Regions from separate parts of the Sus scrofa genome. Here region 2 is linked to region 1. The links are chromatin contacts, called in public HiChIP or PLAC-seq maps. All regions are on one chromosome and are shown on one strand. Each heading gives the region's core, a stretch centred on a gene start, on an enhancer-like site or on the middle of the called end of the contact. The rest is flanking DNA. Distances are from core to core; before and after follow the strand shown. Region 1 overlaps RALGDS (ral guanine nucleotide dissociation stimulator). Region 2 has its middle 5.7 kb from the start of ABO.

Region 1 (7,918 bases), core at 1,705-4,204:
GAGCTTCCATATGCTGTGTGCGGCTACAAGACTAAAAAAAAAAAAACCCCACGTATTCAGGCAAAACACATACGTAATCCTGGCCTAACATGAAATGAAAATAGTACGAAGGTGTCGTTATTTTTCTTTTGAGAGCAAACTCACTGCACAGAGGTCAGTGACCTGAGCCACTACGGTGACAACCCCCAGATCCTTTTACCACTAGGCCACCCGGGAACCCTGAAAGTGTCTGTTCTGATGTTCATGCAAATGTGTGGACGGCGCGCGTGCACTTGGCCCGGCCCAGGGCTGGGCAGTGGGAGCAGGGCTGGGGGCTCTCAGGCAGGAAAGCCTGGGAGGGAGTCGCCAGGGGTTCTGGGCACGGCGCTTTCCCGCCCCGCGTCCGCACTCACCCCGAGCCAGCGCTGGCCCTTGGTGGCTCCGTGGTGCACCTGGACCTTCCGCAGGGAGATGGAGTACACGACCCCGTTGACCAGCTCCTCGCCAATCTCCTGTGTGGAGCTCTGCAAGGACAGCGTCCAGCCGTTGGTAGGGGTGGCACGGCCTGGCCAACCGCGCTGCCGGCGGATGCCCCCGTGCCACCTTCTGTTCGCCAGATGAGGCGAAGATCAGTGGCCACAGAGCCCTCTGGTCCGGGACGAAATGGGGCGACAGCTAGGGGGCTGGGGCTTACTGTTGGGGCAGGCAGGCGCCGAGCCCCCACCCCCGCCCGCTGGGGCTGCGAGCGAGCAAGATGCACTCACGGGGGGTCCAACCCCACCACAGCCTGTTCCTGCCACCCCCCCAAGACAAGTCCTGCCATGTGGCCATTTCTCAGACAAACACACAGAGGCCGAGTGAAGAGCCCCCGCGCCAAAGCCCCAGCAGACCCGGGAGCCCAGGGCCTGACTCAGCCAACGGCACCTAGGCAGCTCCAGCCCCCCAAGGAGGGAGCCTGCCCACCCTCATTTGCCAGGCTATGCACCACAGCCGCCCTGGCCCTGGTGTCAGCCCCTTGGGTCTGGGGCAGGTGTGGGCATCCTCGACGGCCAAACCAAGGCTACTTCCTTCCCTTTCTGCTCATTCACGTGCGTGTGCTCTCTTGAGCAACAGAGGAATTCCCAGTTCCCTCTGTCATCACGTGCACGGGGACAGCACAAGGACAGCGGTGCTGCCATCTGGGCTAATGGCTGGGGTTCCACACGACCCCGAATCACGGGGGTCATCTGGCTGCTCCCTGGGCCCTGGGCAGAAAGGGGTCCCTAGGAGTAAAGATACAGACATTGAAAGTTTAGGGAGGAGGTGGGAACACCAGATGGCAGAGGGCCATCGGTCACATGGCCAGGGCCACTAGCTGGGACCACAGGTCACTGCCCAACTCAGGGTGGGCACAGAGCTCAGAGAAGCCCCAGCGAAAGAGCTGACTCATCCTGGGTCCCGCTGACAGCCCCTCCCTAAAGCCTTGGCCCAAGGTGGGCCCCTGAGTAGAACCAGGTGCCCAGGGTCTTGTGGGCTGTCCCCCCTGGGCCATCAGCACCCCTGGGGTCAGGGGCCGGGGGGCCTGGGCCTCTTACCTCCTGCCTCAAGGGTGCTGGGAGGGCTCTGGGAGGCCCGGGCCATCCTCCGGAAAGCCACTTCCTCTGACCTGAGGCCTCCCTCCCACCCTGGGCATCGTACCAACGGGAAAGCCGGTGCAATCACGCCAGGCTCCTGACCCTTCACCTCCTCCGCAGAGAAAGCCGGGCATTTCTGGGAAGCTAGCACGGAACCCGTGGGCAGAGCACCCCCGCAATGGGCCCCCCCCCCCCAGCGCACAACAGCCCACGCTGGGGGAGGTCCAACCCTCCCTTCGAGGAGGGGAAATTCCTCCTCCTGATGCAGGAAAACTCTAACAGATGCTCACTTTCTTCCCCGGCCTCACTCATCCCTCCCCTGCCTGGGAGAGGCGGCGGGGATGTCGGGAGCCTGCCGTCCACCTGCCAGACCAGGGCCCTGTCCCCCCACCCCCTGCATCTTCTCAGGGGTCCAGACCGCCTCCTGTGAAGGCTGCGGGCCCTCCTGGAAGGCCTGTCCTCTCCCGGGGATGCCGGGTACATCTGTCCAGCTGGAAGCCAGTGTCCTAAGCACCCAAGTCGCTGGCAGCGGTTTGGAGCGTTTGGCAGCAGGGGGCACTGGACATGAACCCCGTGGGAGCCCGCCCAGCACCTGGCTCCCAGCGGGGCTCCATCAAAGCCTGCTGGACAGAAGTGCCCCCCCGGCCCCCGGCCAGGCCAATGCACGGGGGCCTCGCCATCCCTAAGCGGGTTGAAATAGCGGCTCTGCAGTGAGCCATGGGCCTCGCTGGCAGCCAAGCAGCTGGCTGGCCCTGCCTGGGTGTCATGTGATCCCCGAGCCCTTCCCCCACCCCAAGGGGCCCCTTCTGCCAGCCGGGTGGGGGGCAGGGCAGGACGCTGAGAGCCACACATGCTGGGCCAGGGGAGTCAACGCCCTGTCACACAGATGGGGGCTCCTCCAGCCCCAAGGAGCTAACCCCGTCCTCCCCGGTCCCGTCACGGTCCCTTCACGGCGGCGGCAGCAGGAGGAACAAAACCAGACCGTCAGAGCAGCGCTGAGAGCAGGCGCCATTTAAACCAACTACAAGAGCCAAGAGCGGAGCGGGCTCCGAGAGAGCTGCCAGGTCCTGGGCACCAAGTGGCAGCGTGGGGCACTGCTCCCTGCTCCCACCGCTCTTCCAGGGACGGAGAAAGAAAGCGCCAGCAGCCCTGGTGTCTGCCCCATGGACACTCTGGGGCAGGAGGGACAGGGCCCCGGCCCCCACGGGTGACCCGTTCTGTTAGCAGAGCCGACTGCACAGACCCAGGGCAGGCAGTGCCAAGCCCCTGGGGACATTCTGGCAGGAGCTGGGGCGCTGGGGTGGGGGGAGGGAGTGGCCGAGCAGACAGCAGATCCCTGGGGGAGGTGTCCACAGGGCAGCGCTGAGCTGTCAGGGGAAAAGAATGCCACGTGGGCGGCTGTGTCCTCAGGGGACAGGTCCTCCTGTCCGGCCCCAAGCAGGTACCCACAGTCATCCCCAGAGCCCTGGGACACAGCTGGGCCTGGTGGAGTGGGTGGGGAGGGGCCTCTGGGTGAGCAGAGGCTGGCAGAATGGGCCGCAGGGCGCCCCACACCCTCAGAGCACAGCCCAGAGCCCCAGAGACAAGAGACCGCCTGGGTGGCATCTGTCCGTGTGTCACCTGATCAGCCAGCAGGATGCGGTGTCCCCAGCTGACTGCAGGCCAAGCCCTGGTTCCCCTCAAGGCAGAGTAATGAGGCCCCAGGGGCCAATCGCACCCCTTCCTTCAGGAGAGACCCGAGGGGACCTGCCAGGCTTCTCGCCAGCCCCGCCAGCTCCCCGGAAGGTGGCTTGCACCCGCACAGATGGAAGCGGACCTTCTCCTGTCCCGATGGCCCCCCGTGGCTCTGGCTCAGCTCTATTCTTCCTGCGGAAGCTACAACTCGGGGCCATATGGGGCCTTCAGACCCACAGATGCCTCCGGCCGCAGACCGGCCCCTCCTCAGGAGACCTGGCCGAGGGCTGAGGCAGATGGAGGAGGAGGCCCTGAGCCCGCACCCCACTCCTCCCGGCTCCTGCCTGGGATGACGCGAGAACCGGGTCTCGGGTGGGGTGGGGGTGGGGGAGCCGGGTGGCCTCCACGAGCAGGAGATCACCACTCGGGGACCTCGTGGCACCCCGCTGAGCTGCCGCCCAGGTCCACTGAGCCACAGAGTTCAACCTGAGGCCCTCGGCCGGCCTCCCCCCAGCACCCCCTGGCCCTGGGTACACGAGGCCCTTCTCCAGGGTCCCCTTGGCCGAGCCGCAGCCCTCGGCCCCCTGAGCCTGAATGGGAGATGGGGGAAGGGCAGCAGCTTTCCAACAGGGTCCCGAGAGGGGACACGTGCCCCGGGACCAGCTCGGCGCTGGGCATACAAAGTGCCCAGGAACTGGACCAGAGGACGCTGTTGCTGGGGAGCTGACGGTGGACGCCGGGGCCGGGAAACCTCCCCGGAGGACCGCCAGATGCTCTGGGAACCTGGAGGAGGCCCCTGTGACACGGAGAGCAGGTCATCCTGAAACGCTGCAGGGAGGAGGGAACCAGGCCTGCAGCCTCCTGACCTTTTTGCCTTGGTTCGAATGCGGGAGCCCAAACTCCAGAGGGATCGGGGCTCAGCGTCAGCCTCTCAGAATCCCAGGCTCCCCAGACAGTTTGAATACAAAGTCTCGCACCCATTTTACAGATGTGGAGACCAAGGCCCAGGGGAGATGGTCAAGGGGAGAGTGTCCAGGCAGAGGAGAGAACTCGAGGCTTCTCAAGGCTACGTCCTAGGTCCTCTCTTAGACCATCTGCCCAACAAGGCAGGCAGAGTGAACACGCCAACAGTGTGTGACCGTCCCAGGATGCGGCAGGGTCTCACCTTTGGGCCTGGCCCCACCCTCAGGCAGGTGTCCTGCACCCGGAGCCCAAGAGCCCCAACGAGACCCCGGTGACGACTCAGGATCACTCAAGGATGGGGGTGGGCCACTCTTTTGGTCCCCAGGCTTCACAGCCCAGAGGTGGCCTTGGCAGGGAACCACACAAGGGGCCTGATTAGCAAGGCCACCAGGGAGCTCAGTGACCCCAGAAGCTGGGGTTTGGGGAGAGCTTCAAACTGAGCCCCCACAGAAGCTGCCCCATCTCCCCTAAGAACCTCCCTGGCCAACACAAGCCCAGCTACTCATCGGCCTTTGGAGGAGAATCGCGCCTCACATGGGGGGGAGACCAGATGTCAGGCTGGCCTGGCCCACCTCGTCCTCTGCCCATCCTGATTGTCAGGCCTCCTATCACGGGACAGCCAGAGCACCCATAGGCCCAAGGTCTGCTGCAAGAACCCAGGCCTGGGAAGCACCGTGCCGACAGCACCGGCCAGTGTCCTGGAGCGCCGGGAGCGGGCCCTCCCCTGGCACCGTCAGAAGACGCAATTGCGGTAGCCACCACCTGTCCAGCTCTGACGCTGTGCCAGGCACTGTGGGGACTGCTTGTTGGGCTGGTTGTCTCGTTCAGTACTCGCCAGACCCCTACGCAGAGGAACTGGCATCAAGTGTCCATTTTACAGATAAGGAAACTGAGGCTCAGGGAACGAGAGCAGGTCGAGGACCAAAAGAGGCTGAGCTGGCACTCTTGTGGGAGAGGGTGGGACTCTCCCCTCCAGTGCCTAAGCTCGGGGCCACAGGCATGGCTCTGCCCCTGGGGTCAAAAGGACATTAAGCCTCTGGGCAAGACTACAGCACTGACTGTGCAGGCAGCCGAGTGTTCCCTGGGGCAGAGAGAGAACCCAAGGCCCAGGAAATACCTGCTCGCAAGACCTCCCCAAATGCAGGCCTTCAAGGTGGCACCCCTGGCCTGCTCACTCAGCACCCTCCTGGCCATCATCTGCTCACCACCCCACCCCTCACGGGCTGGCCCAGGAACGGAGACTCGCGGCTGCTCCAAGATCCACTTCTTTTGCACTGGGTGGCAGGGTTCAACGCCCACCTCTCGGAACCGGGTTGGGGAACACGGCGTTTCTGGGCCTGTAAGGCTGGACACCTGAGCCTGAGACACGGTGGACACACGGGGTGCCATGCCTCAGGGGCCGCCTGCTGGGCGGCCAGTCTCCACTGCTGGGTGCAGCCTCCTGAAACCACCCCCGCCGGCTCACTCGGAGGCTGCTGATGGCCGGTGCTGGGTCCACTTCAGACCCTTGCCTCCAGCGGAGAAGGGGCCTGGAAAGAGCCAAGCTTCCCGGCTGGGCATGGGGCCCCAAAACCGCCCACCACCTCCTGAGCTGACCCCCAGCAGCTCGGGCTCCATCCCTGAGCCTCCAGGGAAACAGCCCAGAGGGGGCCAACCTGGAGGTCCCCCCGCAGGCAAGGAACAAGGACAACGTGGCACCCTCTCTCCTGGGGCCCCAGAGCAGTAAAGCAAAAGGGAAACCTGAAGGTCCACAGGGTGCCAGCAGGTGGCAGCCAGTCAGTTCCCTCTTGAACTTGACAGGCTCTGCAGCCACGGAGGCTGCCCCCTTGGAGCCTGCCAGGAAGCCCTCCTTGAAAAACAGCAGTCCACAGACCTAGACACACACACACACACACCCCTCTTAGGCCAAGCCTCTTGGCCTAAGGCTAATGAGCCCTGGGGGTTAAACTGGAGACCTACACATCATGTGATCAAGAGACCAGACCACGGGGAAGGAGGCCAGGAGGCTGGAGGGAACGTATCTGCCTGTGAATCTCCACATAATCAGAAAAGCCCTCCTACCCACTGTGCGCGCACGCACAGACACACAGACACACACACACACACACACACACACAGCGTGCAGGGCTTGCAGGCACACTGCCGGGTCGGAATCCCGCCTCTGCCCGCTCGATGAGACTGTGTGACTTAAGGAAGCTCCAGTGCCTTGGTCGTGTCCTCTGTTAAATGGACAATGGCTGATCTGACCAAAAACACAGAACGCTTGCAAGCTACTTAGCGGAAGGCCTCCCACAAAGTGCTGGCTCGCACTGGCTAGGATTTCAAACCTTAGGGTCCAGCCGGGGGCTTGTTTCTTCCTTGAAGCTATCCCCAGTGTCTCCTGGCCCAAAGCACTTCCACCTGGCCCTGGCTATAAGCGCCCCTACCCTCCATCCATCGCCATGGGGGCTTCTGGGCTGCCGGGGGCCTGGTTCCGTCCCCCGCACAGAGGCTCCATCGTCCTCACTGTCGGCTGGGCCCCCTGCTTCTTTGCTGCCCGGGGGCTCTTGCACACAGTAGACGCCAGCAGAGAACACAGCCCAGGTTCAAATCCTGGCTGCATCCTCCTGGTTGCGTGTACATGCAGATGAGGGACTTCACTCCTCTGCGCTCCGGTCTCCTATAAAGTGAGGCTGGCACCCACTCGGGAGGGTGGGTCGAGGCCAGCTGGAGCGAGCGAGCGGGTGGTGTCTGCAGCCAGGAGGTGCTCCAGACTCTGGGACTCCTGCCTGGCTCGGGGCAGGGGCCTGGTGACCTCTAGAAAGCACAGAACTGTGCGGGCTGAGCTGAGTCAGCAGGGGCTTGGCTTAGAAATATGATGACAAGCAGATGCCCAGATGTGCAAGGACATCTGGCGGCCCAGAGAGGGAAGGACCGGGTGGGGGCCTGGGAGGGAAACAGGAACGGGTGAAGGAAACAGAAACTGCCTGGTGGTTTCCAGACACGACAGGGACCACAGCAGCCGCTTCAGCTCTGGCAGGCTACAGCGACCAGGAAATCGGCCCCAGAATGGGGGGGTGCTGTTGGCAGGAGGGACAGGGACTTCCCCGCCCCCTCCCCCAGGCAATGGTAAATGGTCATTGTGTTCGGTTTCCGGCAGTGGCCTTCTCTCCTGCCAGGACCCTGGTTTTCCTGTCGCAGCCAGAAGCTTCCCCTTTGATTTCTAATCAGCAGCCACGGCCTGGATCTCAGCGCTGGGGCCAGGGAGGGAGAGCAGGAGGGAGAAGGGGAGACAGAGGGAGAGGCAGAGCTGGGGAGAGAAGGCGGAGCCCCGGGCAGGGGTCGGGCTCAGATCTGCTTCTCCCTCGGGTTCCTTGGGGATGCAGAGGTACGGGGGGCGGGGGGGAGCGGGCAGAGGGAAGACAGAGAGAAGCAGCCCAGCGGCCCGCCCCTGTGAGCACGCAGGCTGGACCCTCCAGCACACAAAGCCCGTGGAGCTGCCAGACGTAATGAGAGTCAGATGAGCGCTGGGCTGGTGTCAGGCCCCCCATCCTCCCAGGGGTCTGTTCCAGCTGCCAAGGAAGACCAGAGCTCTGGGTGGATGAGGGTCCGGGAATATGCCGGCCAGGCCGCCCACGAAGCTCAGGAGTAGAGGGTCTCCCCAGGTCCTAGGCTGGGCCGCCCAGAGCTCCCTCCACCGCTTGGCTTCC
Region 2 (7,918 bases), core at 3,016-5,515, 150 kb after region 1:
AGCTTATGAGTGAAAGCCCTCTGAACACACACGGCCCTGAGACCGAGTCCACCTCCCAGGGCCCCCTCAGCCCTGGCCACCGTCCCCACCTGCTGCTGTGAGCCCCACCTCCGCAAACTCCTTGTGACCCCAAGAACGGCTTCGTCTCTCCCCCAACCCCACATAGGCCTCCTCCTCTACACCCCTCAGCTCCAGTTGGTTTTCCCATTCACTCCTGCCCGGGGGTCGGGGGTCGGGGTCGGGGGTCGGGGGTCGGGGGTTCTGCGTGCACCTGGCCGGGCCCAGCACATAAGCCCGAACCACACCCTGACCGGTGCCTTGAGTCCCCTGTGGAAGGCAAGGTCCCCAGTGAGACCTGATGCATAAAGGACCATTTACTCAATGACTGCTTTGGGGGCCTGCTACGAGGCTGGCCGTGTCAGAGGCACTGGGGACCCGGTGGAGAAAAGGGGCCAGGTCCCGCCTCTCCCGCCCTCTCTCCCCAGGACAGCGGCCCCCCTCTCCTCCCCGCACCATCCGCTGGGTACACACCCTAGACCACCACATTCTCTGTGCCCACCCTGGGGGGCGCTGGGGAGAGACACCCAGCTGGGCCACGTGGCTCCAGCTCAATGCAGGCGTCCACCCCCAAGGAAGCCTCAAGGCTTGGTCACAACCCTGTCCATTGTCCCTGCTCTCCCCAACCCCCGCACCCCGTTCCCTTCTTCTTTATGCTCAGGAGATGATTCCCTCTCCTGGCGAGGCCCCCCCACCCTCCCCAGTGTCTAGGACTTCCCGCCTTGTCTCCTCCACAAGCCCCCGCGACACTCCAACCCAGCCAGTGACTTCCGGCCCTCTGCTCCCTCCCTGAGCCTCAGCCCTCAGCCTTGCTGCCCCTCCTCCCCGGGCACCGGGCACCGCCAAGTTCTTGCCCAGCCTGCACGTCTGCAGTACCCACTCCCCGCCCCCCGCACCCCGCACCCAGTTATGTGTTCGATTTTTTAGGTATTTGTTTGTTTGTTTTTGTCTTTTGGGGGCCGCACCCGCAGCATGTAGAGGTTCCCAGGCTAGGGGTCCAATCGGAGCTGTAGCCACCGGCCCCCACCACAACCACAGCAATGCTGGATCCCAGCCGTGTCTGCGACCTACACCACAGCTCACGGCAACGCTGCATCCTTACCCCGCGAAGCGAGGACAGGGATCGAATCAGGGATGCTAGTGAGGTTCGTTACCCGCTCCACCACGAAGGGAACTCCCGCCTTCTTCTAAATAAAGGAACTACTTGTAACAGGGCCACAAAGTTTATAATGAATAGTCAGATTCTACCCGGAAACTTCTCCATCCCCAAGTCCCACCCCTAGAGACCCCTTCAACGTCCTGCTTAATTTTTCTAGAATTTGCGCCCATATTTTAATAAGTTGCATCTGTACATTTCTGTGTATATTTGGGGCTTTTTTCTTCCCCTTTTACTGAGACGCATCCGACCCACAGCCCTGTATAAATTTAAGATCTGTACACATCATGAAATCATCGTCACAAGTTTAGTGAACATCCATCATCTCCTGTCGACACAAAGTTAAAGAAACAGGAAAAACGAGTTCTCTCGTGGCACAGTGGGTTAAGGATCTGGTGCTGTCCCTTCCACAACGCAGGCCACGGCTGTGGTGTGGGTTCGATCCCTGGCGCAGGAACTTCCTCAGGCTTGGGTGTGGCCAAAAAAATAATTGCTGTGACAAGAACTTAGGATTTACCCTCTTAGCAACTTTCATGTATAACATAAAACAGTGTTAATTATATTCTCATCTTGTACATTTACATCCTTAGGACGTATTTATCACTGGAAATTTGTACATTTTAACCATTTTTATCCAGTTCCCCTCCTTCCACCCCCTGGTAACCACAAAGATGATCTTTCCTCGCTTTCCCTTTTTTTTCTTTGTCTTTTTGTCTTTTGGGGGCCACACCCGGGGCCTATGGAAGTTCCCAGGCTAGGGGTCCAATCAGGGCAGAAGCCACGGGCCTACACCACAGCCACAGCCATGGAGGATCCAAGCCACATCTGCAACCTGCACCACAGCTCGCAGCAATGCCAGATCCTTAACCCACTGAGCAAGGCCAGGGATCGAACCCACAACCTCATAGATGCTAGTTCGGTTCTCTAACCGCCGAGCCATGCTGGGAACTCAGATCTTTTCTTTGGTGCATTTGTTTTTTGTTTTTTATTTTGTTTTGTTTTGTCTTTTTGCCATTTCTTGGGCCGCTCCTGCGGCATATGGAGGTTCCCAGGCTAGGGGTTGAATCGGAGCTGTAGCTGCTGGTCTACGCCAGAGCCACAGCAATGCAGGATCCGAGCCGCGTCTGCAACCTACACCACAGCTCACAGCAACGCCGGATCCTTAACCCACTGAGCAAGGGCAGGGATCGAACCTGCAACCTCATGGTTCCTAGTCGGATTCGTTAACCACTGCGCCACGATGGGAACTCCAATGCATTTGTTTTTGAAGTGTAACCTACCTACAGGACGATACCAGTTTTAGGCAACAGAGTGACTTGGTATTCCTACACATTTCCAAATGACCATCATGATGTCTGGTTACAATAAAGATATTACATAGCTATCAACTGCTTCACCCACACTCTGTGTGTGTGTGTGTGTGTGTGTGTGTGTGTGTGTGTGCGTGCGCATGTGTGTAATTAAGTCGCTGATCTCCTAAGTCAAACACATTTTAACAACCATGCATTTTTACTACCCCCTTTCCCAGCATTTTTGGGTTTTCATATCACATTTTATATATTTTTTTGTCTTGTGTTTCCCCTTAACTACATATTGCCAATATAGATGATTTTACTACTTTTTCTTTTAACCTCCCTACAAGTTTTGCACATGGTTGATTTATTACCTTTACAGTATGGCTGCCTTTGCTGATGAGCTTTTTCCTTTTGTAATTGTCTTGTTTCTAGTCGCAGCCTTTTCTTTTTTGCATAGAGACTTTTCCATATTTCTTGTAAAGCTGGTTTAGGGATGGTGAATTCTTTTAGCTTGTGCTTGTTTGTGAAGTTTTTGATCTCTCCATGAAATCTGAATGAAAGGCCTTGCTGGGCAGAGTATTCTTGGCTGTAGGTTTTTCCCTTTCATCACGTTAACTCTATCATGCCACTCCCTTGTGGCCTGCAGTTCCTGCTGGAAATTCTGCTGGTGGCCTTATGGGAGTCGCCCTGTATGTAACTTGTTGCTTTTAATATTCTCTCCTTATCTTTAATTTTTGCCATGTTAATTACAGTGGGGCTTGGGGTGAGCCTCTTTGGCTTGATCCCATTTGGGACTCTGCTTTCTGGATCTAGATGTCTGTTTCCTTCCACAGGTTAGGGAATTTTTCAGCTACCATGACCTCAAATACGTTCTCAGCCCCTTTCTCTCTCCCTTCTCCTTTTGGACCCCCTATGGTCATGTCGTTTTCTATGTCCCTTCATGTGTTTTTAGGAGTGTTTATTCTTTCATATGCAGCTTCTAATTTTAATTTCTTTGATGATTTCTTTTTCTTCCCCTCTTTCTATGAGTTTGTCTAACTTACATTTTCCTTTTTTTTTTCTTTTTTTTGGCCACACCAGGGACTGAACCCGAGCTGCACTTTCAGCAATGTTGTATCCTTAGCTCACTTCCCCACAAGGGAACTTCCCTGATTTATGTTTTTCAATCCTTCTGTTAACTCACTAGTTCCTCCATAAGCTCATGTTTTTCTGCTTTGGGTTTTGTTTTATGGAGGGGACTGCTTCATTAAAAAAAATTTTTATCACAGTTGATTTACAATGTTGTGCCAATTTCTGCTGTACAGCAAAGTCTCTCAGTTATATATACATGCACATTCTTTTCTATATTCTTTTCCATCATGGTCTATCCCAGGATCATTTTTTTTTAATTCATGGAGAAATATGTGAAAAAAAGTTCCATCTGTTCCATGGCATAAAATTTGGGGCACAGCTTCTTCACTTGCCATGAGTTTCACCTGTTCTTTTCTCCTTTTGATCTTGTAATATTTTTCCATAGATCCTATGCCAATTCCCATTTTGAAACTTATCCATAAATAAGGTATTTTCTGGCATGGGCATTTGCACAAGTGTCACTGTGGGAGGGAACAAGATCATAATTAAGGGCCACAAGGATGTTCCTTATGTGTCAGTTCCTTATGTGTCAGTTCCTTATGTGTCAGATCCTTTAGCCTTTAAATCCCTGACTCAGAGAGAACAGGAAGCTGTAGGAATGCTGCCAGCACAATATCTCTCTCACCCCAGCCCCCAACAGGAAGACAGTTCTGCAAATACATTGTATTTCTATGAGTCTTCACCCAGCACCACACCCTCTGCTTCTCAGAAGCAAACTTCCATGATGGCTCTGGTTGCCGTGTCATCCACCCCACCCTCCCAGCTAGAACAGGATTTTGTGTTTGCACCTTGGGGAAAGGGGCTCACCAATGCTTCCAGAGACCTGTAATCAAGGACATCTCCTCCTCACTTCATTCTGCTCCCCTGATCCCTCTCTGCTATCTTCCACATCCAGTCCAACCTACTGCATGGTCCACGATACTACATCCCTCCTTAGTCACCTCTAAGAGTTTGTTTCCTGGTTTTTGTTTTCCGTAGTTGGCTTTTGGTGCTTTCCGAAAGGAGAATAGAGGAACTGCCAGCTTTAGACTGACATCTTCAAGTTGGATGAACCAGTGCCATTTTAATAAATCCCCTTTCTATTAAAATCAACAGAGTTGATTGCGCATAAGAGCTCTGCTTGATACAGAAATCTGTGCCAAGAGTGGTGGCAGGCAACTTTTGCTCAGGAGGCGTTAGGGCTCTTGTGAACATCCTGACCCTCTCCTTGCAGGCACTTTCCAGGGTAGAACTGCATTTCTGCTGGAAGTTTGGGGCAACCGTGGGACTGGTTCTGGGGAGGAAATGTGACCAGAAGCCACACATGACACTTCCAGAGAAAAGCATTCCGTTTTAATGAGCAGTCTGTATTTTCAATCAATAAACTTTAAAAATTTTATTTATTTATTTTTGCTTTTTAGGGCCGCACCTGCAGCATATGGAGGTTCTCAGGCTAGGGGTCGAATCAGAGTTATAGCCATTGTCCTATGCCTAAGCCGCAGCAACACAGGATCCGAACCACATCTGTGACTTACAACACAGCTCATGGCCACGCCGGAGCTTAACCCATGGAGTGAAGCCAGAGATCAAATCCACATCCTCATGGATGTCAGGTTTGTTAACCTCTGAACCACAGAGAGAATTCCCATGAACTTAATTTTTTAGAGCAGTTTCTAGGTTCACAGCAAAGTACAAAGAGTTCCCACAAAACCTCACGTCTGCATACACACAGCCACCCCCACAACTGACATCCTGCAGCACAGGCTACAGTCAGTGACCCCACATTGATACGTCACCATCACCCAACATCCATAGTTTACATTGAGGTTCGCTCTTGCTGCCGTTCAATCTGTGGGTTTTAACAAATGCATGCCGTGTATCCAGCATTGCATCATCAGGCAGACTTGTTTTACTGCTCTTAATGTCCTCTGTGCTCTGCGTGTCTATCCCCCATCTCCCCTCAATCCCTGGCAACTACTGATCTTTTCTGACTGGCTCTATGGTTTTGACTTTTCTAGACTATCATAGATAGCTGGAATCATTCTGCTTATAGCCTTTTCAGGTTGGCTTCTTTCACTCAGTATTATGTACTCGTGGTTCCTCCATGTCTTTCTATAACTTGATAGCTCAGTTTTTTCTAGGGCAGAATACTATACCGTTGCCTGGATGTACCAGTTTGTTTAGCTGTTCACTTCTAGAAGGACATCTTGGTTGCTACTAAGTCTCTGCAAAATTAAAAATAAGGCTGTTATAACGTCCATGTGCGGGATTTTATGTGGACCTATGTGTAGCCTACACCACAGCCGCAGCAACTTGGATTCCAAGCCACATCCATGACTTATGCTGCAGCTTGTGGCAATGCCAGATACTTTTTTTTTTTTTTAATTTTGTCTTTTGTCTTTTTAGGGCTGTACCCGTGGCATACGGAAGTTCCCAGCTAGGGGTCAATCAGACCTGCAGCTGCTGGCCTACACCACAGCCGCAGCAACAGGGGATCCTAGCCACCTCTGCAAACTACACCACAGCTCACGGCAATGCCAGATCCTTAACCCACTGAGCGAGGCCAGGGATTGACCCTGCATCCTCAGGGATACTGTGTCGGGTTCTTAACCTGCTGAGCCACAGTGGGAACTCCAAGAGGAAACTCTCTTCTATAGCAGAAGGCAAAGTTGGAAAGGGCTATTAGCAACAAAAAGTTCATTGGAGGAAGCTGAGTTTGAGGTATAGTGGCTTTTCATTGGCTGAGTTGTGGCAGTCAGCCATCGAGCTGAGGCCGGGCAAGGTGAAAGTCTTCCACCCCCTGCTGGTGGAGACGCAGAGCTCATCTTTCTGCAGGCATCCGTCTGCACATAGGGTAGTGCGTGCACAAGAGCTCCCCCTTCTGGCCTCCCAGCTCCATCTGTGTGAGACTTCCCTTTAGCGGCTGACCTCCTTTTACTGTCCTTTGCTTCATTCAACTTTGGGGATGCCTTTTTTAAAATTTATTTTTTTTAATTTTTTTATTTATTTAAAATTTTTTTAATTTATTTAAAAAATTTTTTAATTGAGAATTTGTGGCAATCCTGCATCAAACGAGTCTATTGGTACCATTTTTCCAACAGAATTTGCTTGTATGTCTGTGTCACATTTTTGCTAATTCTCACAATATTTCAATTTTTTTGCTATTGTTATATTTGTTATGGTGATCTGTGGTCAGTTTCGATGTTACAACTCACTGAAAGCTCAGGTGGTAGTTTATCATTTTGGGGCAGTAAAGTATTCTTCAATTAAGGTATGTACTTTTTGGGGGCATAATGATATTGCACACTTAATAATTGACTACAGTATAGTGTAAATGTAACTTTTGCGGGGGGCATGCCTATGGCATGCACAGGTTCCCAGACCATGGATCAAACACGCCATAGCAGTGACCCACGCTACAGCAGTGACAATGCCATATTAATTTCATCAGCCACCCGTGAACTCCTACATATAACTTTTATATGCACTAAAAAAAAATTTGTGTGACTTGCTTTATTGCAATATTCGCTTTACTGTGGGCTTCTGGAAGCAAACCCGCAATATCCCTGAAGTATGTCTGTTAATTTTCAGTGTAAATGGTAACATATTTTTAATTTCAAAGTCCACTTGTTCATTGCTGGTGTGCTGGAAAGCAACAGATTTTGCACGTTTACCTTGTACCCTGCAACCTTGATAAAATCATTAATTTCAGCTTTTTGTCAGTTCTTTTGCTTACGTGAATGATAGTGTCATTTCCAGACTGTTTGATTTCTTCCTTCCCAAACTGCATGTTTTTCTCTTGTCTCATTGCATGTACTAGGGCTTTTAGTATGATACTGAAAAGCAGGGAAGAGGGAACATTCTTGGGGTTTCCATTGTGGATAAGTGGGTTAAGAAGCTGACGTATCTGTGAGGATGCGGGTTCAATCCCTGGCCTCGCTCGGTGGGTTAAGGATCCCACATTGCCGCAAGCTGCAGCGTAGGTCCCAGATGCGGCTCAGATCTGGTGTTGCTGTGGCTGTGGCATAGGCCTCAGCTGCACCTCCGTTTCAACCCCTAGCCTGGGACCCTCTGTATGCCTTGGGTGTGGCCATAAAAAGAAGGGAGAAAAGAGAGAGAGAGAGAGAGAGAAGGAATAGTCTTGCCTTGGTTTTTCAGTATTAATTACAGCGGCATTGTACACTTCTGGTAAATATTCTCTGTCCAGTTAAGGAAATTGCCCTCTTCTAGTTGCTAATCATACATCTATTGATCAGTCCTAGTTTTATTTATTTTTTCCTGCATTTTTTAGGGCCCTCTG

Evidence for each region. HiChIP or PLAC-seq counts read pairs in DNA pulled down with a chosen protein or histone mark.
Region 2: an H3K27ac HiChIP or PLAC-seq map of alveolar macrophages shows a contact between it and region 1. The contact joins two enhancer-like sites. A contact is called at or near these places in 1 of 47 Hi-C or Micro-C datasets (embryonic fibroblasts) and 1 of 2 datasets of contacts at active chromatin or transcription factors (alveolar macrophages).

Annotation. Positions count from the first base shown.
Region 1 is chr1:272,790,772-272,798,689 of Sscrofa11.1, forward strand. It overlaps RALGDS (ral guanine nucleotide dissociation stimulator), which reads right to left. Exons shown (of 18, transcript XM_021070962.1): 2 at 393-503. Among named protein-coding and RNA genes, the nearest start is that of RALGDS, 29 kb to the right of the region's middle. Within about 2 kb of position 2,955, at least 45 of the 83 cell types and tissues checked have an H3K27ac peak or open chromatin away from gene starts, as enhancers often do. A contact at or near this core is called in alveolar macrophages, where this site is marked.
Region 2 is chr1:272,937,051-272,944,968 of Sscrofa11.1, forward strand. No RefSeq gene overlaps it. Among named protein-coding and RNA genes, the nearest start is that of ABO, 5.7 kb to the left of the region's middle. Within about 2 kb of position 4,266, at least 6 of the 83 cell types and tissues checked have an H3K27ac peak or open chromatin away from gene starts, as enhancers often do. A contact at or near this core is called in alveolar macrophages, where this site is marked.